Linked DNA regions of Sus scrofa: region 1 is linked to region 2. A link is a contact called in public HiChIP or PLAC-seq data. All regions are on one chromosome and are shown on one strand. Each heading gives the region's core, a stretch centred on a gene start, on an enhancer-like site or on the middle of the called end of the contact. The rest is flanking DNA. Distances are from core to core; before and after follow the strand shown. Region 1 overlaps RBPJ (recombining binding protein suppressor of hairless). Region 2 has its middle 79 kb from the start of RBPJ.

What was found. HiChIP or PLAC-seq counts read pairs in DNA pulled down with a chosen protein or histone mark.
Region 1: an H3K27ac HiChIP or PLAC-seq map of skeletal muscle shows a contact between it and region 2, with 6 times the contacts expected there. The contact joins two enhancer-like sites. A contact is called at or near these places in 1 of 47 Hi-C or Micro-C datasets (fibroblasts) and 2 of 2 datasets of contacts at active chromatin or transcription factors (alveolar macrophages and skeletal muscle).

What each region holds. Positions count from the first base shown.
Region 1 is chr8:20,140,561-20,146,701 of Sscrofa11.1, reverse strand. All of the region lies in intron 3 of RBPJ (recombining binding protein suppressor of hairless), which reads right to left. Among named protein-coding and RNA genes, the nearest start is that of CCKAR, 57 kb to the left of the region's middle. Within about 2 kb of position 1,906, at least 6 of the 83 cell types and tissues checked have an H3K27ac peak or open chromatin away from gene starts, as enhancers often do. A contact at or near this core is called in skeletal muscle, where this site is marked.
Region 2 is chr8:19,851,564-19,857,412 of Sscrofa11.1, reverse strand. No RefSeq gene overlaps it. Among named protein-coding and RNA genes, the nearest start is that of RBPJ, 79 kb to the left of the region's middle. Within about 2 kb of position 4,517, at least 6 of the 83 cell types and tissues checked have an H3K27ac peak or open chromatin away from gene starts, as enhancers often do. A contact at or near this core is called in skeletal muscle, where this site is marked.

The sequences.
Region 1 (6,141 bases), core at 657-3,156, 290 kb before region 2:
TTCTTCTATCTTGAATGCCTAATGCGGCCCCTGCCTCAGAGAATACACTGTATCCTTTCAATTCATAGACAAGCAACAGATCCCTTTTGCTAGCTGTCAAGAAATCTGCCCTCAAAAATTCTTCCCAGTTAGAATAACTTCCTTAGAATCTTCTCCTTGCAATTACAAAATATCTATTTCAAAGCACAGTTCAAGCCCCACATTTTATATAGTCCAGACCATCAATCCAGTCCTTATGTAGGGTAAAATTCTTTTGCCCAATTACATAGACTTACTAATATTAATATTTATTTTAAAACATTATGCCATGTCTCATCAAGGGGCCTGAAAACTCAAATATCTACTCAAATAGTAGCCAAATAAACTCAAATAGTCGCCAAGTAATATAAATGAGTGCACTAAGTGTGTAACAAATGAGTAGGAATATCCTTTAACTACCCAAAGAAGTAGGTCCCCTCATGGTAATTTCCACTTTTTGTATTAAAGCATAGAAAAAAATTTCTTAATTCTTTTAAGCCTTAAATTTTTTAAAGAAAAAAACCCCTTAACTGCAATGATAATCAGCCACAGGTGTGTGGCTCTGATGACAAGGACACAATTGAGAATGGCAAGTGTGTGAGTAGACACCCATCCACTCACTCACATGGCTGAACTATGGACATGGGGGCCTAGCACTGGTCACATCCTCCAACTTTCCAACAGACACCTGAAATCAAATTTTACATGAAATTTCTAATTTTAAAATATGACAACTAATTTATACTTTTTAGCACTTCTTAGGTCAACAACATACAGACTTAAAAAAATAAAACAGAAGAAGAATTACACACATGCATATGTGTGCATATGAACACACAGATGCCACCCTGTTGGATTTAGCTCTCAGGCACCCCCCTAAAGGTAGTAGAGTGGTATCTACTTGTTTGCTTTCCCCTCAGCTTCTATTACAATATTGACTGAATTGAATCGAAATACATGATAGCACTTAGTTTTTGCTCAACTCTACCAAAGACTACTTTAGAGACACTCTACATACAATTTATCAATTCATAAGAAGGGTGGTTTTATATTATTCATTAATTCACAAAAATTATTACATCCAGAGTTTCTGTTGTGGTTCAGTGGGTTAAGAACCTGAAGAGTATCCATGAGGATGCAGGTTCAGTGGACTTGCTTAGAGGGTTAAGGATCCAGTGTTGTTGCAAGCTGCAGTGTAGGTCGCAGATGTGGCTTGGATCTGTCCTTGCTGTGGCTGTGGTGTAGGCCGGCAGCTACAGCTGTGATTCAACTCCTAGCCTAGGGACTTCCATATGCTGCAGGTATGGCCCTAAAAAAAAAAAAAAATTACATCTCTAGGCTGTACCAGTCACTAGGAATATATTTAAAACAAACAAAAATTCTTGCTCTAATGGAACTCATACTCCAATAGGAAAGACCATTTTAAAAAGGTAAATGACTAAAATAACATATACTCTGTTAACTGACGGTAAGTACTAAGGGAAAAAATAAAGTAGGGAAGGGGTACTTAAAATGTAGAAGAACTGGGCAGTCAGGGAAAGCTTCTTTAAGACATGACACTGAGTCACGACCTAAAGCCATGGGTATCCAGGGTGAGAGCATTTCAGAAGAAGGGCAAAGGCTCCAAAGTAGGAAGGACTACAGTGGACAGAAGGCAAACAACAGACCAGTGGCTGGAGGAGGATAACAGGAGACCAAGCCAGGGGTAATGGGGAAGCAGACCAAGAAGGCCAAAGGGGTCAGGGTGAGTGAGGAGGAAATCCTGGGGTCATCTCATATTTATCTAAGCCAACAGAAAGGTATCGAGGAGCTTTCATGGCTGTGCATACTCTCTTTGTGGCTGTGGATACCGAGGTCACGGCCGAGGTAGTGGGCTCAGCTCCAGGTCACTCTAAGTTTGGAGGGATGCCTGGATTATCGGCTAGTTCTGGAGTTGGATCAGTTCAAGTCTACACCAGGGATCTTTCTGGCCTCTAAAGCTGGAAACACCCAATGCTTACCATGGCACAGACTCAAATACCTAGCTGGCACACGATCAGGAAGTTGAGAAGGCATCAATTTTGGAAACTTGTCTCCTATTACTATTTCATTGAACACTGACAGATGATATTAGGACATCTTAGTAAGCTGGTATACTGGCTATAAAATTCAAAGAGCTGTGTTTTAATACAGTGTACCAAATGTAGTACTCAAATCTCAGCAAGCTACCGTAAAAGACACTTTCATATTTAAAAAACAGAAAGAGGGCTAAAACTGTAAAAAGGCTCCGTAGTGCTAGTCTTCTCAGGAGTACTGTGATAAAACAGCATGAAACCAATAGGACATAAAATCAGGTCGACAAGAAATTCTTCGCCACTCTAGACACTGACCGAGGTTCTATAATTGAAAATGCTTTCCAATCATATAATAAACTTAAGAAAAATGAAGATTCTTCAACTGCCTCTGAACTAGTCTTACTTTTATATCAACTTTTGACTATTTGAGAAAGTTGTGATTCAAGAAAACAGCAAATCCAATATAAACATTAAGATAATTTCTACCGTGCAATGATGAAATCATATTTTAAACACCCCTATATGGCCACCCCCTAAAAACTAGCTAATGAATCAACTCTTCATTTCCATAGGCTTCAGAAATAATTTAATAATCAAACCAAAGTTAAGATTCAATACAAAAAAACTACAAACAAGAAAAAAGACAAAAGAAAGGAGGGAGTTCCCTGGTAGCTCAGTGGGTTAAGAATCTGGCATTCTCATTGCTGTGGCTCAGGCCACTGCTGTGGTACAGATTCAATCCCTGGCAGGGGAACTTCTGTATGTGATGGGTATGACCAAAAAAAAAAAAAAGAGAGCGAGAGTGAGAGCGAGAGAAAAGAGGGGGGAAAAAAGGAAGTTAAAGGGAAAAAGAAAAAAATGTCAATTAACCAAAAGTAAAACAAAATACACCCTTACAATAGCATGTGAATCAATTTTCTTTTTTAATTTGGACAGTTGGTCAATATGTACCAAACACTCAGTGAAAAGTCTGACCATCAAGAGGTCAACTTTCAGAGTTTAACAGTTTCTAAAAAAGGATATTTTAGGAAACAATATGCCTTTATTTTCTAATCTTTCCCAGTAGCTCCATCTAATAAACTGTGACAAGCAATGCTTTTTATCGGCCACTTGGTGGCGTTATGCACACATTTATGATTTTAATAATTTCCTAGTTCAAACAATCACTCTTTATTTTCGGTGATTCAACAACTTTTTCCCTCAAATTTTGAGATGAAGTCTGGAAAATACCTTACAGACTCAAAGAAGCTTTTTTATTCAGCCCAATATATAAGGTTAGACAAAAATCCAAAAACATCATTTGCATTATCTAACTTTCTTGGCAGAATCATTACCCTTTGCTGATTATTCATACTTGCCCTGACACAAAGTTGAAGGAATGTTAATATGTCAAATGGCGTTTCCATATCTTTAATGGAAATTTTCTTCTAGACAAAATAATTTTTTTAAGTTTATTTTTCAATCTGGAAAGACCTTCTTCAATGAAAAAATAAAACTAACCATGAACATAAATGGGATACCAGATGAGTTACGCAAATAAATACTCATTATCAAGCACAAAAGTGAATACTGAGAACAATTTTAAATTTTAGGATAAAACTTCCTGACCAAATATTTCTAGCATCATTCATTGGAGTTACTTTGTAAGCCAAGAGGACTGTTGTGGTCATGTCCCCAGGTTACCTCATGCCTAACGCCTTAGCAGTTTTTCAAAAAGGCCTGAATATGATCAGCAAGGACGAAAGCAGAGCTTCCTCTTTCCACTGCACTCCGCTAGGGGCTACAGGACAAGACCTCTTCCGGCAGGAAGCCTTACTAGTCATCCAGGAGGCTGGACTCTGTTAGCAGACCCTTACTAACACTATTAAAAACTAGAGTAATTTTAATAGGTTTCTACGTTTATTGTAAAACTAGTGCATGTTTCTTCTAGAAATTTTAATACATATGAAAGAGGTTATTCTGGCTTTTTCTTTTTTTTTTTTTTTCCCCATTTTTTGGAGTCAGAAGCTTAGATTCTTTGAGCTTTCCTTTGGGGTTTTAGACTGACCAGGCTATACCCAAATAATAGAAAGAAGCTGAAAATAAAGGCAATCATACAAAAGGAGAAAGTAGGAGATGGGTAAATTATGGGGCTGGGATTGACATATACACATGACTATATAGAGAACAGACAGGAATGAGGACCTACTGTATAACACAGGAGAATTTACGCAGTACTGTGTGGTAACCTACATGGGAAAAGAATCTAAAGAGGAATGGATATATGCATACGTATAACGGATTTACTTTGCTGTATACCTGAACTTACCACAACTTTGTAAGTCAACTACTTATCCCAATAAAAATTCTAAAATATAAAAAAACAAAGGCCATCATAATAAAAGATAACCATTAAATCACCTATTTTAACTTGATAAGCCACTACAGCTTTGTATTTTAACGCTTACTAACAAAGAGGAACCTTATCTGGACTATACTTTTTTGAATAGCTCTTCCCCTTCTATTATTTCCACCGGGCCTCAGTTATCCATCATAGTATTAAATGATATAGTGGTTTTTAAGATTCCCAACGAAGAGCCTTTTGCATAGTACCTGGGCTCTAACATTATCAGAAATGCAGAATAAATGAGGCAATAAATCAATCTAATTGTACTAAAACCTATCTTCAAAAATCCGGGGGAAAAAAACAGCAACACTGCCCAGGTTGGCAGCTATATAGTGAACATATGTTTATGCGTATTTCCATTAGATCCAGCCCAATCTCACTTAGTTAATGGTAAAAGAGAGAATCTCAGGCAAAGTTAAGTTTATAAAGTTTGGGTTCTTTAGGCATATTTAGGTTCTTAGGTAACTTCTCCATGCCCAAACCTTGCTTTAGATAATTAACACTCAAATGCAAAATGGAAGGTAATAAAAATAAGGGAAATGAAAAAAAATATGAAATTTAGAATTACGGACCCAGGAGTTCCAGTCCTGGCTCCATCACTCCTAACTAAAGTGAACCTGGGCATGTTAATCTCTTATCTTTAGTCTTCTTATTCACAAAATGAGAATTAAAACATGTCTACTCCATAATATTATTCTGAGGATTAAAATTTAAAGATATTTGTAAGGCATTTCCAGAACAATGTCAAGCTCATGACTAGGGAAATGGTTCCTTCTTCAGATTCACTATGAGGTACAAGGCTGGCCTTTTAGACCCATCTCAAGCAATCAGGGTATTGACTTGTTTTGTTTAAATGGACAGAAGACAATCTCTTAGATACATAAGTTTTCATCATTAGAAGCAGGACCTGAATTTCCAGTATTAATTTCATGCAAAAAGTGGCTACTATCTGGATTTGGTTTCTATGTCCCAAACTGTAGGCACCAACTTCTTCCTACATTTAACTCTAAATCAGATGATTAAGTTTCATTAGTGAAGTAAAACAGAATAATCAGAAATTTAGTACACTGGAATAACTAAAAAAGAACACTGGACAGTATGATTCTGAAATACTGTTTTCACATATTCATTCTCTTGGAGGATAAAATTATCAACTAAATAGTTTCACCTTCTTTTCAGTTCAGATTTAGAGGACTTCGAGAAAAAGACTACTTAAAATGCTTGTAGCACGTAAATTAATTATATACTACATTTCCCTTCTCTTATGCATATGCTAAGATTTTCTTTATCTCACAAACTCTTAAGATGCTACTCATTCCTTTTAACCCAACACCCAAACCTGAGTTTTCATTCCTTCTCCCACATCAGTTTTGGTGTCTTTCTAATCAATCCAAAAAAAAATCTTTCATCTTCCCCCATAAACAGCTTGTCCACAAAATGTCTTTGTCTGAAAGACAAAGACTAGAGAAACTAAGAAAATTCCAGGAACCAAGTGAAAAAACAAATAGCAAAAATCCACAATTACACACCACAAAAGCTGAAATCTAAAAGATAGTAAGACAAATTCTAAATATAAAAATCCCTGTTATAATTTAAGTTTGGCTAATCTGGTTGGCAGGCCCTTTCTGTAGTCCCACATTCATGTGGTGCGAGGACCAGCTCAGCTTTGCCGTTGTGCTTAAC
Region 2 (5,849 bases), core at 3,268-5,767:
ATCTGGACCAGATGAGCACCCTGGGACTTGCATGAGCTCATGTGTGCGTCTGCATGGAATGCGGCCCTGCGTCCCACTGGACGTGTGGAGCATGTGTTTGGCCCAAATGGAAACATCCTTAGGCCCTGATGCCTCAATTAGGGGAAAGATAAAGACGCAAGATCAGATATGGCATCTGTAAAATGTTAACGTCCTGGTGATGCTATTTCAGTCTCTTTTTCAGTTCTTTGGGATGGCTAGTTTAGGCAAAATGATGATGTGTGTGGAATTGCCGTCATTCAGCACCCTCAGGGAACAGCCTCCCACCCCAGCCCCTGCTGCCGGGGCTGCCGGTGCCTGCTCAGGGCCTCAACTCACCAAAGCTCCGCTGAGGGCGCCTGCTCACTCCTGCCATGCATCTCCTATGAGCGCCTATGACACCCTAGGTACAGGGGTAAAGGTGGAGGGAGAATAAGAACAGCTTCACTTCCAAGATGCAGAGGAGGGGCTTTCTGCAATATGAACAGTGGTCCTACAGCAGGATAAGCCTGTGGTCAGGTGCTGTTGGAGCAGCTAAAGGGTCCAGGCTGGTCTGATGCAGGGCATGTAAGTCAGGGAAGGCTTCCTGGAGGAACAACCTGGGAGCCCTGAAGAACAACCAGGAATTAGGGTTGCTGCTGATCCCTCAGGTGCTCTGGGGTGAATAAAGGAAAGGTACCCCTTCTGGCAAGAGGCAATCTTGTGCAGGGCACACAGCTTGGCAGCTCAAGGGTGAGCTGGATTTAGTCCCTACTCCCCCTCTCAGCTGGGTACCCCTGTGACAGCAGCCACCTGCAGCTTTCCAGGAGACCCGAGAATAATCCGCGTGTGCTAGTCTTGTAGGGCTGCTGGAACAAATTACCACACCCTGGGTAGCTTGCAGCAACAGAAAGTTATTCTTTCATAGTTCAAGTCCACAATTAATGTGTTGGCAGGGCCACACCCCTGCTGGAGGCCCGAGGATACAACACCTCCCTGACCCTCTCGGCTTCCAGTGACTCCTCCCATTCCTTGGCTTGTGGCTCCAGCACTCCTGTCTCTGTCTCTGTCTTCCAGTGGCCTTCTCTGTGTCCTTGTGTCCAAGCTTGCTCTGACTTTCTCTCCTAAGAATGCCTGTCATTGGATTTGGTAATCTGATGTCATTACCCAGGTAATCCTGGATGGTCTTATCTTGAGACCCTCAAGTTCCTGATAGTTGCAAAACCCTATCTCCAAATAAGGTCACATTCTTAGGTCCCAAAAAGTTAAGACATGGATTCATTTTTCCAGGCTTCACTGTTCAACCCACTACACCATGCAAAGAAGGAAGGAAGGCAGTTTTGGACAGAAAGGAGCAGGGTAGTTAAGGCAAGGAGGTGTTGGAGGGCACGGTGGCTTCCGTGAAAGGCAAGGATGGGAGGACACAGGTTTGGGGGGCGCTGCGACGTGAGCTGAGGCTAGATTGGAGAGTAAGGAGCTGATCACTGAGGACCTGGTGTGCTGGCCAACAGCCTTGGACTATGCCCCGGAGGCAGTGAGCTTTTGCCTGGACTTAATTTTAACTTAGAAAGATCCCTCGGGCTGAAGGTTAGAGACCAAACTGGAGGAGGGCTAGACTGGAGATGAAGCAATTCCACTCAAAGGGGGTTGCTGCTGTTCAGGTAAGGAACTCCGGTTCTGATCTTTGCAGAAGAGGAAAGAGGGACCCAAACACAGTGATTGGTGACTAATATGAGCTGAGCGGGAGGTGGGGGGTGAAGAATTGGGACCTATCCCGAGGTTTCTATCAATATTCCAGCCCCTGCATTGCGCCTCCCCTGCCACCCACAGTCACACAACACCAGACACAGTAGCAGCCTCTCTACGCAAAAGCCATTCACACTTTAGAAACTGAATGTGTGTTTTTAAGAGATTGCACTTTGACTCAAAACATCCCTCTGTCTTGGGTTGAATAGCAGCCCCTCAAATGTAGGTCCACGCAAAACCAGCATATGTGACCTTTTTGAAGCAAGGGTCTTTGCCGATACAATCACGTTAAGATGAGGTCATACGGTATCCCATCATCCAAGACTGAGGACCATCTAAGAAGAGGGAAATTTGGACACAGGTACACAGCAAGGAAGCTTGCGATGTCACGTGATGACAGAGGTGGAGATGGGAGTGATGAGGCTACAAGCCAAAGAAAGCCAGAAATTGCTGGCAGCCAGCGGAAGCCGGGAGCAGGCAAGCAACGATGGTCTCCAGAGCCTTGGGAGGGGGCGTTGGTCCTGCTGACGGTGGATTTTAGACTTCTGGCTGGCAGAACCATGGAAAAGGAATTTCCACTGTCTTAAGCCACCTCATTGGTGGCATTTGCTATGGTAGCCTTAGGAAATGAGTACACCCCAGGGGGTGGGGTTTCCAGACAGCGTCACGGTCATGGGGAATGATGTTTCTGGGAGCTTTGATGTAGTGCAGAGAACAGCACACGGGCCTGGGGGTCAGGACATAAGCTGGCCCGTCACTGTGCGAGGCGTCTCAGAAGGGACTTGCATCTCGGAGGACTCTTGCGAAGATTAGACGAGAAGGCAAGTGTCGATGCTCGTGAAACATTGTTGGGGATGGTCCAAAAAAATGGGCAGGGTGGCTGGGGTGAGAAACCAGAACTTGTGGACAGGATTTGTGACTATTGCATGCTTTAGAATTAAAAGAGGCTGTGTGTGTGTTTTACACACACACACACACACACACCTGTACCCTGAGCATGAGCAGCAGGCCCCTTGCACTTGGAGTTCCTGGTTGGTCTGGGTTTTCTGACTCCTCTCTCTCTCTTATATTTTTTAAAATTAAAGTATGATACAGTCGATTTGAACGTTGTGCCAATTTCTGCTGTACAGCAAAGTGATGCCGTCATGCATACATATACACGCCTTTTCTCATCTCATCCCCCAACACGTTCTGTCCCAAGAGACTGGACACGGTTCCCTGTGCTGCACAGCAGGACTCCCTTGCCCATCCTTTCTAGATGGAATAGTTTGCATCTACTCACCTGAAACTCCCCATCCATCCTACTCCCTGCCCCCACCCCCCGCCCTTGGCGACCCCAAGTCTGTTGTCCATGTCTGTTCTCCATGAGTCCTCTCGGTTCCACCTTAGGGTAGGGGGGTCCAAATAGAACCCCCACTCTGTTCTCTGGCCTTCTTCCTTTTCCCGCTGCTTCTTACCTCTCCCAGGAGTGGGAGGGCTCTTTCTCTCTTCCTTCTCTGTCCATCTGTCCTGCTTTTATCCTTTTACCCCTTTATCTTCCTTTTATTCCACTTTATGGTATTTGCCTTCCTTTTCCTGAGGCAAAACATGAAGAAGGGCTGCAGGAAGAGAAAGGAGACAATCAACAGGGAGAAATACAGTCTCAAGGTTTTCCAAAACATTATCGCTTCCTATACTCATCTTGGAATTTTTTCATTAATCACCGTAGCAGATTGCATGGTGCCCACACCCCCCAAACATATGTTTGGATCCCAGCTCCTGGTACCTTTGAATGTGACCTAAGTTGGAAAAGGGTCATTGCAGATGTAATTAAGTGAAGGATCTCAAGACGCAATCATCCTAGTAGTTCCTGCTGTGGCAGAGTGGGTTAAGAATCCAACTGCAGGAGTTCCGGTCATGGTGCTCTGGAAACGAATCTGACTAGGAACCATGAGGTTGCAGGATCGATCCCTGGCCTGGCTCAGTAGGTTAAGGATCTGGCATTGCCATGAGCTGTGGTATAGGTGTCAGACACTGCTTGGATCCTGCGTTGCTGTGGCCGTGGTGTTGTCTGGCAGCAATAGCTCCAATTCAACCCCTCGCCTGGGAACCTCCATATGCCACAAGTGCAGCTCCTAAAAAGAAGAAAAAAAAAAAAAAAAAAGAATCCAACTGCAGTGGTTCAGGTCACTGTGGAGGCTCAGGTTCGATCCCTGGCCCAGGAATTTCGTTATGCTTGGGTGTGGCCGTAACATGGGGGAGAAAAGATGTGATCATCCTGGATTCCTGGATTGTGCAGGAATCCAGGACAAGCGTCACAGGAGACAATCGGAGAGATGGGCAGAGGCTCTGTGAAGATAGAGACAGCGCCTGGAAGGATGTGGCCACAAGCTGAGGAACATCAAGGCTTTCCTTGGAGTCGCCAGGAGCTGGAAGAGGCAGGAATTCTCCCCTAGAGTCTCCATAGGGAGCACGGTCCTGCCGACACCTTAATTTTGGCTGTTTGACCCCCAGAACAGTGAGGGGACAATGCTCTGCTGCTCTAAGCCATCGAGTTTGGGGTAATTTGCACAGCAGCCCTAGAGACTAATACAGATTGATAATGGGCGTGAAACGCCATTGACATTAAAAGAAGAAAAAAAGGCACAGTGGCTACAGAGGACTCAGCGTACAGGAACTGGAACGGCAGCTATCCCTGTTCTAATGGGAGCCGGCAGCCTGTGCCCCGGGAGACCGAGCTGTCCTGACCTTCTTAGCAAGTTTGCAAATCCCTCCACCTGTTGTCTTTGCTAATGTAGCTATTCTTTCTGTCACGCCTGTGTACACCCGGGATGTTGACAGCGTTCAGAATCACTGTCTCTAGATAGTGATCGTGCAATAAAAATGGCAAACTGATTAGTCAGCCGGAGGAGAAGTCTTTTTCTCATTATAAGCATGATCTAATGCTGTAATCACCTAGTCTGCAGCCGGCAGCCAAGTGCTTGTGGTCAGGCCTCGGCCTTACAACAGGTGAACCCTGTTAAAAGGGATCCTGCTGCATGGCTTCAGCTGTCCTGTAGACCAGTGAAGTCTCATTCCCTGAAACATAATAACCCCATAGAACTCATGTGTCCCCGAGTTTATTACAACCTCCAGGGTCAGCCTTTCAAAAAACATGCAGGGGTTCTCTTGGGGCACAAAGGGTTAAGGATTGGCGTTGTCACTGCAACAGCATGGGTTGGTTCCGTGGCGTGGGTTTGATCCCCAGCCTGGGAACTTCCACATGCCCTGGGCATAGTCCAAAAAAAAAAAGCAAATCAAATAACTCCAGCTTTCAACCCATGAGACTCAAGGAAACCCAAGTCTCTTCCAAGGGCTGTAGACATATTTTGGCAGTTACTTATCATTCTCCATCCAAATGGTGTCCCCCAAATAGACTCAGTACCTTCCTTTACCCCCAAGGCAGTGCTAACATGGGGCTTTCTGGCTTGACTTAAAATTGGATGGAATTTCAGTGCACAGAAGGGGAATTTAAGCTCCAAGCCAGCCGTGACTACACCCGAGATCCTGGACCACCTTTCCGGCCAGGTGGAAGTCCCTACTGGTCTTCCCTGACCTTCCAGTTCCCAACATGTTGCCGAGTTCGGCCCTGTTTCCTCCTCACCTCCACACAGGGCTTCACTTTGACTGTGTCTTTCAATCCCAAGGACAAAAAGCCCCAATATCCTCTTCCCCCCATCTCATCAGAGGAAGCCTCAAATCTGTTAATATTGGAACAGCTCCCCTCTCTTTTACTTTGGTATCCACAGACCTTATGGGTTCCCATGTCTAAACTCCCCCAGTCCAGAATGGAATTTCCTTTTGTACAAATAAAACCCTGATTTGGTGCTCTTCTCTTGTAAGAACGCCTTGCCCCCAACCCCAGACCAATATGAGTTTTCATTTTTAGTAGCCCAAAAGAATTGACAGAAGCTTTGAAATTACAATCCTTCCTTAAAGGCTTTGAAGAGCCCAGATCCAATCCTTAGGCGGGATCAAAGCCCACGTATATGCTGTATTCGCCTCTCTGTACCTCCGGGACAGGGCACGTTTTCCTCCAGCCCCTAGGGAACTTGGTCTTTATAAAGCAGAAGGGACATTTTTTTTTC